2 separate regions of the Zea mays genome follow, and region 2 is linked to region 1. A link is a contact called in public Hi-C data. All regions are on one chromosome and are shown on one strand. Each heading gives the region's core, a stretch centred on a gene start, on an enhancer-like site or on the middle of the called end of the contact. The rest is flanking DNA. Distances are from core to core; before and after follow the strand shown.

Region 1 (7,962 bases), core at 1,672-4,171:
TATACACCACATACATATATTACTATGCACCCTCAAAGTATTTATAGTTTTACGCCCTTCTTTGATTTACTCTAGCTTCACAATGCCAGTGGTGAAGGGTTATCGCCGTTGATTTGTAAACCACTGGAAGTAGTTGATCGGTAGTGGATTCTAGTTCTATAACAGTATTAAAGAATCTTCAATAATACTTTAAACTAGTGTCTCAAATTAAAATATAGAACTCTACGTAGAAAAAAATACTCCAATAGTGTTAAAATTTGATCAAAAAATTATAAACACTCTCATGTGTCTCAAATATACTACATCATAGTGAGTTGTTATATAATCTAGATTTAAATTTTTACTGTTGTAATATAATATTTTATTAATGTCTTAAATTATATAAAATATACTCATTTTTAAATTATAAGATATTTTTATATGTTATATTGTTGAAGATGCTCTTACAACCATGTGATACAGAGGTGAGACCAAAGATTACCTTACCGAACGAGAACAGGTGAAATCTGGCATTTTTTTCTCGTTCCCGCTGTATACCTGATGTATTCCGGTTTTCAAATTTTAAAAATATAGAGGTCAAACTTTGACCAACAAAACGGTTTTTGGAAATCGCACACGAGAATGTAATCATTGGGCGAGACATAGTAAACCGAACATTGTCATGTGATGTCTTCGTTCTGTCAAGATAATCAGAAAAAAGTGCCAAAGTATTAGAATAACTGCATTTCTATTTATAAAAAAAAATTATAAATTGGCAACACCAAATGCATCTCGTAATAACTTAACAGATACAGGCCTGCAGCACAAATAGGAGGAGTAATTCTGTCGTTGTTCTCATGATCGAGCGGATTAGTAAGGTTGATTTGAGAGACTAAAGAATAGTCTATCCATTTTAGTTTTATTTAGTCTCTAAATTGGTAAACGGTGGTACTAAACTGTTTTAGTCTCTAGTACTTGACTAAAAGGTACTAAATCATATTAATTATATTGTTGCCGGCAATCTGGGTAGCACCAATCACTAGGGGTGTGACGTCTGGTGGTGCCATCTGCGGCGGCACGGACGGTCCGCGATGGCACGGGGTCGTCTTCATCGCTGGAATCTAGATCTCGATCTCTAGGGAGAGATCTTAGGGTGCTCCAGGTCGACTTGTCACCCGGCGCATCCTCAGACGATGTGGAGTCATCTGAATTAATAGACACTCGACGTAGTGTATCTTGAATGAACAACTAGATCTTATGGTTGTCTTGGGATCAGCAGGACACCTAAAACAGATTTAGACGACACAGAGTCCAATATGGGTGGAGTGGATATGTAGAAAGATATAACTAGAACTACGCTACATCTACTCTTAGGATAGGAATAATAAAGAAAGTAATTTATTTGATTAGAATGTGTTCGAGGCTTTTTAATCGGTCGTACCCATTCATATATAGGGGGGTCTGAACCTGTTCCTAGGCAATAGCTAATAAATTCCACGTGATTATATGGATAACCACGCACGAGATAAAGTATAATCGCCCGAGTTAATCTGACCTTGGGACGTGGACCTTCCGGCCCCCTAGGGCCGCACCCTCGCCACATTTGGTGTACAACATCTACCTTTTGTCCTCCTTTATTTCAGTTACACTAATGAAAGGAGAATACTAAGGGATATTTTGTTCCTCTTATGATTTATTTAATACTTTTTAAATATTTTTAGTCTCTAGACCATAATATGTAGGGACTAAATTTTAGTCCCTTGATTAAAAGAACTAAACGAGCCCTAAATATTGAGATTATTTATGTTGTCCACCATCCACCACAAAAAATAACTTTACGGGTCTTCTAGAACATTCTGTTTTCCGTCGGAACGGAATTTTGTATCCTAAATATTATGGATTGACACTACTTGAGTCGGGAAAAATTATCACCAACATCCCAAAATGCAAAATTCACTGGTCGACGTGACATATAGAAGAAAAAAAAATCAAATCCGAAGACCTTCTGAGATTAGATAAAAAGAATTTCCAACCTCCGCTGCACCATTTACCGGCTTAGGATTCTCCGACGTCGCGCGTGGTCACTGCTGCGTGGGATCAGATGTCAAGTGACTTCGACATCAGGGGATCCGATTAAGGCGTCGTTAGTTTCGAACGGAACGGTCTATTCCCTCTCTTATTCCCTGTCTCTTTCCGGGCTGGATGAATCAATCTGGCTTAGAATTCGGTCCAGTCTGATAGATCCGTTCGTTTTAATCTAGACCAAAAACAGACTCACCTGATTTGAATTCTCTTCAGGGCCTGTTCGTTTCTACTGGAATGCACCAAGGATTGTTCATGTTGATAAAACTTATACAAATTAGAGAAACAATCTGGGTAGAAACAATTCCGGTTCTCCATTCCATGTCTACCGAACGAGCCCTCACTCAATTTTTGGTATGGAACGAGTCCTAGTGAGCTACCTCCCGGGTTGGTTCCTGGGCTAGTGACTAGGAATTAGTGACAACACATGTATCACTTGATACTGGGCTGCTTTCGATCCTGACCTGGTTTGGACGTTGGCCCGTTGAACGTGGTCTAAGGGTTTATTCTGTTAGAAGTAGATTGAGAGGATTTGAGAGAATTAAATCTCATATACAAATTTATATAGAATGAGATTTAAGTTTTCCAATACTCCCCAATTCATTTTAAACTGAACAATTCATTTTAAACAGAACAAGCCCCTATGAAGCGGACGGCTTTTGACTGGTCCGACCTGGCTTTTGATGAGTTGTTTGTACTGGCCTGGAAGCCTCTGCTTTCCAGAGCGACTTCGCTACGCTAGCAACCCGCACGGTCCGGACCGGTCCACCACACGCACTGCCGGAAATGGTAAAGGTCAACAGCAACAGAGTTTCACCGCCAGTACTGCCCACTGCCCAGTGCGGTGCCCACCCTCTCGGTCTCGGCCCCTCCCACCGCACGCCACAGTCCTTGGTCCACGTATGGGAGAGCTAGGATTGGGCCCCACCCGGTAAAAAGGGTAGCAGCATAGCAGTAGCCCTCCGGTAACAAAAACCAACCACCCCTCCACCGGTCCACCCTCCTGTGTTGGCCTTGGCTCCTGGCTTCCTCTCCTCTCCCATCTTCTCCTTCCTTGACCCCAGCCCTGCGGAGCCGGAACCGGAGCCAGGGCCGGGGAGCGTGCGAGTGCGAACGCAGGAGCAGCTCACGCGCGTGCGGCACACCACCTCTCGCCTCAGCGCCGCCCCACCCCCACTATAAATAACGGGACCATCCTCCCCTTCCCCTGCCTCCACCTCCGCTCCAGTCCCGTGTCCTCCTCCCGCCGTCTCTCTCGTCCCGGACGCCTCCGCCGCGCCAATGCGCCACGCCTCGCCACCGCAGGAGCTCCCCGCCGCCGGGCGCGAGATCCAGGCGGCGCTGGCCCCCGCCAACGGCAACGCCGCGGGCGCCCGCGGGGGCGGAGGCTCCTTCACGGCGCTGCTGGGACTCCCCACTCCGCAGGCCATGGAGCTGCTCCTCCCCCGCACGACGCCGCCCGCCCTAGCCCTAGCCCCAGCCGCAGCGCCCGCGCCCACGCCCACCTTCCCCTCCGACCCGCACCTCGTGGACCGCGCCGGGCGCTTCTCCACGTTCGCGCCCCCGTCGCCGCCCTCCCCATCCCCAACGCAGCAGCCTCCACCGCCCCCTCCCGCCGCCGTCGCCGGCAAGCGCAAGGCCGACCCCGTCGACCGCGCCTCCAAGGTGGACTGCCACATCACGCGTCTGCATTTCCGCGCGCACCTCGCCGGAGCTTAGGTTCTGATTGCTCCGTGTCCGCAGGGGAAGGCGGCGAAGAAGGGGAAGACGGCGGAGGAGAAGCCCGCGGCCGCCGGCGGCGAGGACGAGAAGCCGGCGTACGTGCACGTGCGGGCCAGGCGGGGCCAGGCCACGGACAGCCACAGCCTCGCCGAGCGGGTGAGCTCGCTTCGCCGCGCCGCTCCGCTAATCGCGCGCCTCGCTGAGCTCTTAGCCAGCCTCATGGGAGGGTCAGATTCGGTCTGCCGCGAGGGTTTATGCCAATGATTGGGTTATTAGGACGTGGTGACGAACGTCGCCGCTAGATCCTTTTTGGGGGGTCGCTTTCGCCGCTAATTACTTAATTATTCGTTCTTCTCCAGTCTCGCCAAAAAGCTGATTATCCTTTTCTGTCTTTTTTATAAAAAAAAACCACTCATCAGGCGAGACGCGAGAAGATCAATGCGAGGATGGAGCTGCTCAAGGAGCTGGTCCCCGGCTGCAGTAAGGTCCGTGTGCCTGCATTTTCTCTCCTATGTATGCATTTCGCATGCCCCACCTTCAATTTGCATCGCCTTTTGGATGGAAGCCTAAACTACGCAATATGTGACCTAGTGTCATGTAAAAATTCCGGTTCTCCTACGCGTCCAACTACATTGCTTTTCCTGCCGTCGGTGGTCTTTTTACTGCTTCTGAGAGGCCATCTCCGAATGGTCCTCCCTTTGCTCGGCCTCGGCGCCCTGTAACTGTGCAACGCATTGCAGTCGAAGATGCTTGCTAGCTAGACGCTGCCGTGGCCGTGCGGCATACTCCATTACTCCGCCTGCTTGCCTCGCTGGTTGCGAAAACAAACCACCGTATATCACGCGGGGAAGACCTTAAATGCAGTGCGTTCCAGAACGTTGCGGTGCCTGGTTATTCTGGCATCGTGCGCCCGACACGTCCTTATGGGTCGGTTTGCACGACGGGGGTGGGATGGGAATGGAGGGGGTATAGTGGCCGGCTCCCTTGTGGGTGATAGACAGGGGGGAGGCATCGTGATCCGGCAGGCATACCTAACCGGGTATTGGGCGTGATTGTCTGGGCGGAATGTAGCAGCCGCTTTGAAAGGTCCCGGGGCGGGTAGCTTAATGGGGGGTGGGACTGGGACGGGCTTGGTCTACGCCATGGCAGCTTCCATCCTCCTATCTTGATGGAATGTTGCTATCCTCCTTTGCGCTGCGCTCGCAATAATGATTTGGATTATGGGTCGGCATCTTTGGGTGTTGGATTATGGAGGTGGTGGCAGCATAGGCCACCATTGGGGAGGAGTGGCCGATTGCTGGTTTTTGCTGGTGCGTGGAGTTTATGGGGGGAATGGTTGGTGTGTGCCATTGCTACTGCGATGGTTTGACCATTAGTTTCACTGCAAGGACAGCAACAGCAACAGCTGTTGGTATGGACTCTGGAGTGGTGCTGTAGGTCAATTCCATGTGAGGTTTCGTGTTTCCTTCAACAAAGGCGCAGGGGTTGCCATATTCCAGCTACTGTCGTTGCTGGACCGGCTACAAAGTTGCACAGCAATTCACTGTCACGAAGCAATGAACAATGTTCTGCAGTCAAGCTTGTCACTGATTGCTATTCACGCATGAATTGGTATTCTTCTTTTTGATAAACGAATTGATCTTTATGATGACGCTATTAGGCTGCGTGCTACGCCTCTCCCCTCCTCTCCTCTCCTCAATTGTTCTTGTGAAATAATGTTACTTTAAATATCTTGGAATGAAACTCTAGTCTAGGCAGTTCTCCATTTGATTTTGCTTTCCTTACAATCTAAAAATGATAATGGAAGAACCGAGGAAAATGAATTAGTTAATTAATGCATGTTGTTTTTTTTGGGCCCTATCAGGTATCAGGAACAGCGTTGGTGCTAGATGAGATCATCAATCATGTTCAGTCTCTCCAAAGGCAAGTTGAGGTAACTGTTGATATCCCTTGCACAACCTGAAAAATCTGAAAAGCCCTTTTCGTTTCTAGCCAACATAGCACGCATTATCTTTCTGCTAATCTCACTACTGTTCTACCGATGTGGTTGGTCCAGTACTTGTCAATGAGGCTTGCAACTGTAAACCCGAGGGGCGATTTTGGTGGGCTAGATAGCTTTCTGACCACGGAGGTACTTATGCTGCTATCCTTTTTGTCAGCTTTCTACAAGTTGGGCCTCATTGATTTACAGACACATTTTTAAGGAAAGCTTTCTCCTGGAGCAGAGTGCTTGATTAATGAAAAACCATATGAACTTTTGAAGTTTTTTCTGCTTGAATAGCTTGGTTTCGGCGGAACTTCTGTTAAAACTAGCAGGATACCTCATGCATACTCAAATATGCTGCTGTTTTTTTCAGATCTAGCCAAGTTGGGTGCTGTTCTGTCTAGTTATAGCCTGCTTCTTCCATTCCAACAAGAATATATATATATATATATACAGTTTCTGGAGGAGTAACAAAAATCTCAAGTGTGAAAAAATATCAACATTTTACTTTTTCAAATATATATTTATTTTGAAAATCTACAATGCTTAGTGCCTTAGTCTAATGATACTTATTATGTGTCATAAATACTAGTATGTTTATATATATATTTAGTTAAATTTAAAATTATTTGACTCGTTAGGAACAAGAGTTTTATTCCTTTTTGATAAATTTGGGACGGAGGGAGCAGTTGGGAACAGCTACCCAGCTGTTGTAAGCAGCCAAACCACTGCAACATGTACGTGTGCATGTAGAAAGTTAGTTATACATAAAGAAATGGAAAAATGTGTCTGATTTATGAGGTTTCCATTTCCTAGAGCTTCTTTACTCTAGAGTCAAATGTTTTAGATTTAGTAGAAATAAATTCGAATATATGAGATATAACTTTGACACTACTACACATAAGAAATGAGATGTTAGTTTGTAATGCAAGTAGTTTCCGGCAACGATACTTTTCGGTATTTAGGATCATACCCACATAGATGATATTGATGGAGATGTTAGCCATAAAAATCAAAATAGGGTAGAGAAAATAGCACCAAACATTTGCTGTTTTATGCGACCTGGAGATACCATATAAGTTAAAAGGCAAATTTTATAAGACGGTGATTAGACCTGCTATGTTGTATGGTGCATAACATTGGCCTAAAAAAGGCGTCATGTTCAACAGATAAATGTTACGAAAATACGCATGTTGCGTTGCATTTATGGCTGTACAAGAAGAGGGAGTCTGGAATAATGACATACATGATAGGCTAGGAGGTAGCACCAATTAAATAAAAGCTTGTCTATGGTCTAAACATAACCAACGAATACCTCCACGGGCATCAATGATTTAACCTTGAAAAGAGAGATAGGAGAAGACCGAAGTAGATATAGAAAGAAACAGTAAAAGAATACTTAAAAAGATGGAATATATCCAAAGATTTAACTTTGAATAGGAGGAAATGGAAAACAACTATTTAGGTGCCTCAACTTTGAGATTTGTGGTTTCTATTGAGTTTTAACTCTAGACTATCCTAATTTGTTTGGGATTAAAAGGTTTTTGTTGTTATAATTATTGCATCTTTGGTACTGTCTATGAAAAGTTTGATGAAAGTCTACCTCGCATATTGTTTTTTTATTTACCTTTACTACTCTGTGGTTCCAACTTTAGATTTTTCCTTTAGGCCCCATTTGGATATTTTGCAATATTTTACACCTGTGAGCGGTTCCTGTTTTGAATTTCTAGTGAACAATAATTTACATATGTGACTTAACTCTCTTGTAAAATATTATCCTGCTACATGGGAATGAATAGAACATGCATGTGCATGCCGCATGTGTGGGTAAGCGCGTGTAACCCAACTCACGCATAGCATGCTTCGCGACACCCGTCACCGCGTCAGCCCTGCCCACTTTTTGGTGCCATGGTGTCCCTCACAGCCTCACAGGTGGACACCGCTGAAGAGGTGTGTGAGTGAGGCCAGAAGAGCACAGTGCAGCTCGACATCTGTCGTGCCTTTTCTAGGGACTCATGAGGTGATTTTATTTTTCCGGTTGGATAGGGTAAAACCGAGTGTAATTAAACTGTTTTCACAAGCCATCCAAACAACTTATTCCAATGCAGTGGGTATAAGTTTCCAGGCTGCTGATTTACACCTGTTTAGGTAAAACAAGGCTTCCAAACAGGCTCTTAGAGAGGAAAATAGCTCTC
Region 2 (7,962 bases), core at 3,181-5,680, 150 kb after region 1:
CCGTCCGGCCGTCAGGCAGGAGCCCTAGCCTTGCACCAGGCCGCGGACCGTCCGCCCCTGTAAAGAGAGCATCGCCGCGCCTCGCACCAGGGCGCGGACCGTCCGGCCCCTGCGCGCGGACCGTCCGCCCCTGTGCAGAGGGCACCGCCACAGTTCTTGTTGAGTGTTTGGCGCTTCAAAAAGGCGTCAACAGCTTGTAAAAAATGCTATCGTCTTCTAATTTGAGATAGAGTACATGGCAAGTAATATCTGGAAATTTAAATTTTGAACTATGGACAATTTATTGCAAAGATTCATGGAAGAACCTTTGTAATGTAGGATTAGTATGCGAAAAAATTGGTGTTGTGCATAATGACTATTCTAAAGGTTTAAGTACACTATCTATCGAGAGGATATCTTCTATGAAAATATTGATGCGGGGTAAATTAGGACTTCTATTTTTCTCACTAATCTAGGGCAAAAATCATTTTACTAAATAAAACCTATGCAAATAACTAAGCAATAATGTGCAAACTAGATTTTGTCTAAGTATTGCTATCTCTACTCAAAAATAGCTTAGCAATCCAAGTTCCAATCCTATATTCTAAGCTAGGAATAGTAGAGATTGCAACTTAAGTAAATAATAAATGTGTAAGCTTAAAGACAAAGGTATAGATGCAAACTCCTATTGACACGCAAATATTTTTACCGAAATATCTAAAACCACGCAAGGTTCTAACTAATCCTTGTTGGTGCCCTATGCAAAGAAGCCCACGCGAGGGCCAATCATTCGGCCGAGTAACTCCGAAGAGAGTCGTGGGCTTTTTCCACGCGCAAGTGGTGCTCTGTTCTGGCCTACTCTCAGATGCTCCCCGTCGTCTTTACTATCGAACTTCCGACCGAAACGCCGCATGACTTATTCTCTCTAGTACACGGTGGCGCCTACACAACAATCACGAGTGATGTGGTATTGCAAGACTCTTTCCCCATTTGGTACAAGTACAATGGCTCGCACAAGGGCGGAGAGTTTCTGTGGGGTTTTCTAACCTCACTCAATCTACTAGGAACAACCTAGAGCAAACACAATAGTAATCTAACTAACTTAAGCACTTCGCAAAGTATCTACGCTAATCACCGAGTGGTTTTATTAAGCACCTAGGTGTTTGGAGCCATGGAGATGTGCCTCACCTCACTTGGTATGTTGCTTGCTCTCCCACACCTCCAAATGGTCGGGTGGTGTGATATATATAGACCCCAAACCAAAATTAGCCATTAGAAAGTAAGTTGTAGCTTTTTATGGCGCAGCGGACCTTCCCGTGGCGCATCGGATCTATGCACCGGACCTCCACGTGTACTAGCTGTTAGAGGTAGCCGTTGGATCTTCTGAAAATGGCGCACCGGACCTTCCGTACTTGTCGTATCGGTCCTGTGGCGCATCGGACCTCTTGCGCAGAACAAGATGCTTCTCGTATTTAACTTTTAGCTCCGGACTCCGATTTTGATAATCTTGGATTTTTTGGAAAACTAATAAAATTCTCTACACCCCAGAGTTGAAACTATATCAATTTGAGTAGATTTGGCGGACCAGACCGCTTGTGCTGTCCACTCCTGTGCTGCTATTTTTTTCAGCACACCTAAATTCGTATTGTGGTCATAACTCTTAGCTCTGAACTCTGATTTTGATGATCTTGGACTTTTTGAAAGCTAATAGAAAGCTATACATTTTTTGTAACTTTACTTTTGTTTGTGGCTTTGCATTCCACTTCTAGTTTTTGGTGTATTGGACTCTTAGCATATATAAAGGTCTTCAATATGATTTATAATGTCTTCTTTGAAGTGGTTATCTCCTTATTACCTTGGTTCAAAACCACTCCGCATCTTGTGAACTATAAACATAAACACTAGAAAACACATTAGTCTATAAGATTATATTGATCATCAAACATCAAAATCATATGGTTGAATGGGCCACAGACTATTTTCCTTACATGCATAATGACTATTTTAAAGATTGTAAACTGAAGACTGTAAACTGGAGATTGTAAACTGAAGCTGAATTGAAGCTTGTAAGCTGAATTCAAGATTGTAAACTGAAGCTTGTAATCTGAATTGAATCCCAGTGTACGAAATGTTCAGAGATGGTCATTAACAAACTATTGGCCATAGTATTTAATATAAACATGACAGATTCTTAATAACAGATAGCTTGCACGTGTCTGTCGTCGTCCCCTTGCGTGGCTAGTGTGGTGCCCCCTTATCCATCTCAGGCATGATCAATCGATATCCACCATCTCCATCAGCAATCTGCCTGTGGTCGACGACGATCGCATAGTTTCCCTGGCTATCCGCGCCGCAAGGAGTCTCCATCCCACAGTACACCTGTTTTTGGCCGACACAGCAGAGGCGGGCGATGATGGTGCAGTAATGGCGTTCAGTGCCGATGCAGCAATGGCGGGCGATGGTGGCACAACAGATAGAGGAGGAGGGCGGCACTAGATTGGTAGGAGAGGCCTTTCCACACAATTTTTGCTGGAGGAGGAGCCGAGGAGGCATCCCTACTGCACCGTTTTGGCTGGAGGACTGAAGGAGGCAGCTCTCCCTCACGGCGACAGGAATTGCGACTGGAGTGGAGGCTCGCTGCAGGGTGTCCTTGACGTGGACACTTCATTTCCAGCGCGAAAGGGAGAAGAAGACCAGTCAACTCCTTGTTGGGATAGGCTCGATCTGTATGGCGGGAGGGTTTTTTTTTTTGTTTTGTTTTTTTGCAAGAGAATAGACAGATGCTGGAGGGAGGTGGAGGTGGGAGCGGAAAAGTGAAAAATATAGAGCGGAAAAGTGAAAAATATCCGTCCACGGTTGGATGAGGAATGGTTAATATGTTCATATGAGAACGGGAGCTGTACAGCACGGTATACGTTCCCAATGAGTAGAACCACATTCTTAGTCCATTCTCAGTGGAAATTTTAAGTTTCATTCTTATTGAATAACATACCTAGAGATGGCGATGGGGACCCAATCTCTGATTCTTCGCGGGGAATTCCTCCATTAGTGGATAGAGAAAAAACTTCTCCCGCGGGGATATAAACGGGAAAAATTTACCCCCCGACGGGTAAACGGGAATGAGGCCGAGGAAGCATTCTAAATCTCCATTCTCCGTGGGGACCCGTTAAATATGCACGTGACTATGTTTTTATACTAGTTAACGACAAAAATAAATAATTACCTTGTCAAGAGACCACTAATTGTACAAATGTGTTTATTTTGATGTATGTATAATAATTTGTTACATCTAACAATGTGTGTCTAAGTGATAATATTTAATATTAATAACAAAGAACATATGTCTTAATTATAATTTAAATGGAGATGGGGATCCTCGTTGGGGATTTATCCCCGCGGAGAACGGGGATGAAAAAGAAATGTTTCCCGCAAGCGTTCATGGGGATACCGTGGATAAATTTTTTGTCGCGGGGAAGGGGAGCTATTCCCCGATGGGGAATTCCCCGTTCCCATCCCTAAACATACCACATAAGGGCGTCTCTAAGTGACTAGCTAAATGACTCGACAAACCAAATTTTAGCTACTCAACAGCAAAATAACTTTATTTTTAAGTGAAACAGCAAAATAACTTTACAATAGACTAGCCTCCAAATTGTCTGTCACTAGCCAAATTTGGCTAATTATCTGATTAGCCAAACTAGATAGATAGTCTGTTGGACTGAGATGCTATATATGTATAGTATAATCTTTATAAAAATGTAAATAGATAGTTAAATAGAAAGCTAAAAATGAATAGTCTCTTACGCGTCGTTTGGTTTGATGGGCTAAAGATTAGTCCCTCTATTATAGTCACATTTAGGAACTAAATTACCAAACGGTGGGACTAAAACAGGGACTAAACCGTTTTAGTCTCTAGTCCCTCAAGGAGTGACTAAAAGGGACTAAACCATATAAATTTCACTTTTTGCCCTTCTTTATTTCAGTTGTACTAATGGCGGGAGAATGTTAAAGGGTATTTTAGTTCTGATCTTATGATTCATTTAATGTGTTTTGAATAGTTTTAGTCCCTATAACCAAACATGGTAGAAACTAAACTTTAGTCCCTAGACTAAAGGAACCAAACGGCTTCTTAGAGATGCTCGTAAATATGATAACGTGACATACAATTTAACACGAAGAGAGTGAAACTCTGTATACACTGTTATTTATTAAACAAATGTTAACGTGACAATCTTAAAAATAGTGCGATGAAACTATCGATCGAAAATGACCATAATCGTCGCGGAAGTGCCGCTCCACCTCGGACATGCATATACTAATTGCTTGGCTCTAAATTAACAGCTATCTCTAAATTAATCACAGTCTATAAATAGTTAGCCGCTGATTACACTCGCAACCACACGCACCCAGCCTCCCTCTGGGTATAAAACCCTCCGTCCTCCCCTCCTCCAAACAGCAGCAGAAGCAAACCGAGAGGTGAACCAGCAGCCTCCAATAAAAGCCAGCACATCCAAATAAAACCGAGAGACCTCAGCCCTCAGGCAAGCCGACCGCCGACGTACCACCGCGCCAACCCGAGAGAAAGATGGAGATGATCAAGAGGATCCTCATCGCCGCGCTCCTCGTAGTCGCCGTCTCGGCCACCGCAGTGCTGGCCTCCACCGAGGCCGCCGCCGCCGGCGCCCCAGCCGCCTCCGAGTCGTCGGCGTCCGCCGAAGCCCCCGCTGGCGCCGCCGGCGCCGGCGCCGGCACCGGCACCGCCGCGGGGCCCTCCGCCAGCGGCGCCGCGCCCGCCCTCGCCGCCGCGCCCGCCGCGCTCCTCTTCTCCCTCCTCGCCTACTACCTGCACTAAGCGGACGGACGGACGGACGCGCGCATGGCATTGGCATGCATGGACTGTTGAACATCTATGCATGCATGGACGACGTCACTTGCAACGCTGTTCCCATATAGTACTACTGGTCTGCTATGAATATCTATGCATGCATGGTAACGGGTTGTGTTATTTAATTATTATTATTACGTAGACATTACTATTTAAAATTCATGTGTTCGCGTCAAGTCGTTCTGTAATCTTGTGATGGAATATATATGATATTTCCTTTTAAAATCATTCGTTTGAAATGCAATGTGTCCAGTCCTCAAACTGTTACTACCATTATATTGACGGAATATATATGATTTCCTTTTTATGTGGTTAAAAACGTAACTACGTCTCCCTCGGTGCTTGCATTGCAATTCCATTGCATATTTCGTGTAATCGTCTGAATTCCTTCTTGGTCCTCGCCCCATCTCTCTTGGGCTGGCCCAATAAAAGCTCGAAGCCGGCCTGGAAGCATATGGCATGACCTTTTCTCGTTCGTTCTTCGGAGTGCAAAATAGTGTTTTAAATTGCTTGCCATATACACGATCCACCGGAGAGAAGGTCACCATCCTGCACTAAAGTTCTTTTTTTTTCAAAGGTTTCAAAATGAAATAGTACTTCCTCCACATCTGGAAAAAACACTCCATCTGGATCTGAATGAATCAATACTTAGAATTATCTTTAAGTCAAACTTTTTAAAAGTTTAACCTAATGTGTACAAAACAACATAGATTTATGAAACCAAAGGTAGTACTGTTAGGTACAGCATATATATATATATATATATATATATATATATATATATATATATATATATATATATATATATATATATATATATATATATATATATATATATATATATATATATACACACACACATATATATATATATTATATTAATGTGACCATTTGTTGTTATAAACATTTTCGAATAATAGGGTTAGAATAAACCAACCTTTCTAAAAATTTGGTCAAGTTTATAGGAAACAATCCAAATGTTTATGTCTCTAGTAAAAGGTTTACTATAAGAAAAATTCTATAATAATTACTCTAACAATATTTATTTAGTACCATAGACGCTAATACCTTTTATATAAATTTGATCACAATTAAAATTGTTTCACTTATTGAAATACAAGGATTGCAATCTTTTTTGGGATGTTGGGGTCTCTGGACAGATGCATGTGGCCTTCATGTGTTTGAACACATATTCAACTACAGTGAGTCTATTGAATGATCTTTAGATCGAATGTCCTTCTCAGAGTAGTGATTGCTCCTAGGTTTGAGTGAAAAATATGCCGTGCGGTATACTAGTGAACACACTTCTGGTTTGAGCATAAAAATATCAGTTTTGAGCATAAAATAGTGACAGATATAGCGTAAATCCTCACTGGATCGTCCGCTTCCGCCACATATGTATCCTGCAGCCGCGCCCGTCGTCGCTCGTGCATCGCGCAGCCGCTGCCCGCTGGTTCAAGTCTCAATAAAACCGCCACCACCGCTCGTGCTTTGCGCGGCCACCGCCTGCACTCGAGCCTCGCATGGCCGCCACCGCATGGCCTCACATATGTCATTATATTTGTTTTGAATAATATTTTCATCATCCTATACAATTACATGGCACTAAATAGGTTATAGAAGAATTGTGGTTGAAAGGGAAATATGCCCTTAGGCCATTTCTATAAATGTTTTGGTGATTAGATGCCCAACACATAATATTTTAGTTCATATGTGCCAAGTGCTAAAGAGAGATGCAAATCAAAGAATCAAGGTATTCTCTAAGTGTTAGGAACCTTGTTTAATCAAAAGAAATTGGATTGGAGAAGGTTTGGCTAAGTCCAGCCAAACTTGCACCAGCCTTCGGTGCATCGGACACACAGGCTGGTTCAGCAGCGAACTCGCTGCTCTCGGGAATCGGTGAAGGCGCCGTGGCTAAAAATCACCGGACTGTCCGGTGAGCCATCAGCGCCCGCACCAACTGTCGGCAGCGAAATCAACGGGCGACACGTGGACCAAACCAACAGTCACCAGGCCGCACTGGACTGTCCAATGTGCACCGGACAGTGTCCGGTGCGCCAAGGGGGCCGAAGGCTCAACGGTCGGCTTCGCCAGAAGAGGAAAAAAAATAGGCACTGTTCATGTCCGGTGGTGCACCGGACTGTCCGGTGCGCCAACTGGCAGAAGGCAAGAATTGTCTACCAAATAGAGATCCAATGGCTCCTAGCTGCCTTGGGGCTATAAAAGGGACCTCTAGGCGCATGGAGCAACATACCAAGCCTCCATTGAACATCCTAAGACGCCTAGACTCCGCAAACACGCATTCAGATCATCGTGACTGAGATTTGAGCACTAGCTGTGTTGTGAACTTGTTGCACTGTTCTTGTGTGCTCTCTTCTTGACTTGTGTGCGTGTCATTGCTGCGATTCTAGCTCTTGCGTGTGTTTATTTCCCTCCATTACTCTTATGCTTTTTGCTGTGATCAACATTGTAAGGGTGAGAGGCTCCAACTTGTGGAGATTCCTCACAAACGGGAAACGACTATAAGGAAGAAAACCATGGTATTCAAGTGGACCATTGGATCACTTGAAAGGGGTTTAGTGCAACCCTCGTCCATTGGAACACCACAACGTGGAAGTAGGCAAGTGTTCTACTTGGCCGAACCACGGGATAAAATCACCGTGTCTCTTGTGTCTCTTTTCATTGTGATTAGTTTCTCTTCTAAAGTTCTTGCTTAATCATTTGTGTGATTGTTCCAAAGTTCAATACTCATTCGAGAGGAACAATCAAGTGAAGAGTTCTCGCTATAGCAACTTGGTTTTAATCTTACTAACATTCCATAACCAAGTTTGGGCTATTTAGTGTTTGTTTTTACAGGATCACCTATTCACCCCCTCTAGGTGCTCAATTGACAATGTACCGATAATAACAATGACCAGGCACAAGAAAAGTATGGGAAGAAGGAAAGGAATAAGAACTATAGAAAAGCAAAGGGTGAGGCGCACATTGGAAAAGAGTGGGACTCCGACTGTTCTTCATCCAACTCCAATGATGAAGGACTAGCTACCTCGGCCTTCAACAAGTCATCTCTCTTCCCCAACGAATGACACACATGCCTC

Evidence for each region. A called contact is a pair of places that touch in the nucleus more often than the background predicts.
Region 2: a Hi-C map of leaf shows a contact between it and region 1, with 3 times the contacts expected there. The contact joins the promoter of LOC100276631 here to the promoter of LOC103629727 in region 1. A contact is called at or near these places in 6 of 25 Hi-C or Micro-C datasets (ear, leaf and tassel).

What each region holds. Positions count from the first base shown.
Region 1 is chr6:108,530,345-108,538,306 of Zm-B73-REFERENCE-NAM-5.0, forward strand. It overlaps LOC103629727 (transcription factor bHLH48), which reads left to right and starts at 2,922. Exons shown (of 7, transcript XR_004850241.1): 1 at 2,922-3,726; 2 at 3,805-3,939; 3 at 4,203-5,394; 4 at 5,648-5,716; 5 at 5,840-5,914.
Region 2 is chr6:108,674,208-108,682,169 of Zm-B73-REFERENCE-NAM-5.0, forward strand. It overlaps LOC100276631 (glycine-rich protein 2), which reads left to right and starts at 4,431. Exons shown (of 1, transcript XM_008650847.2): 1 at 4,431-5,103. The coding sequence starts at 4,565. The coding sequence ends at 4,831.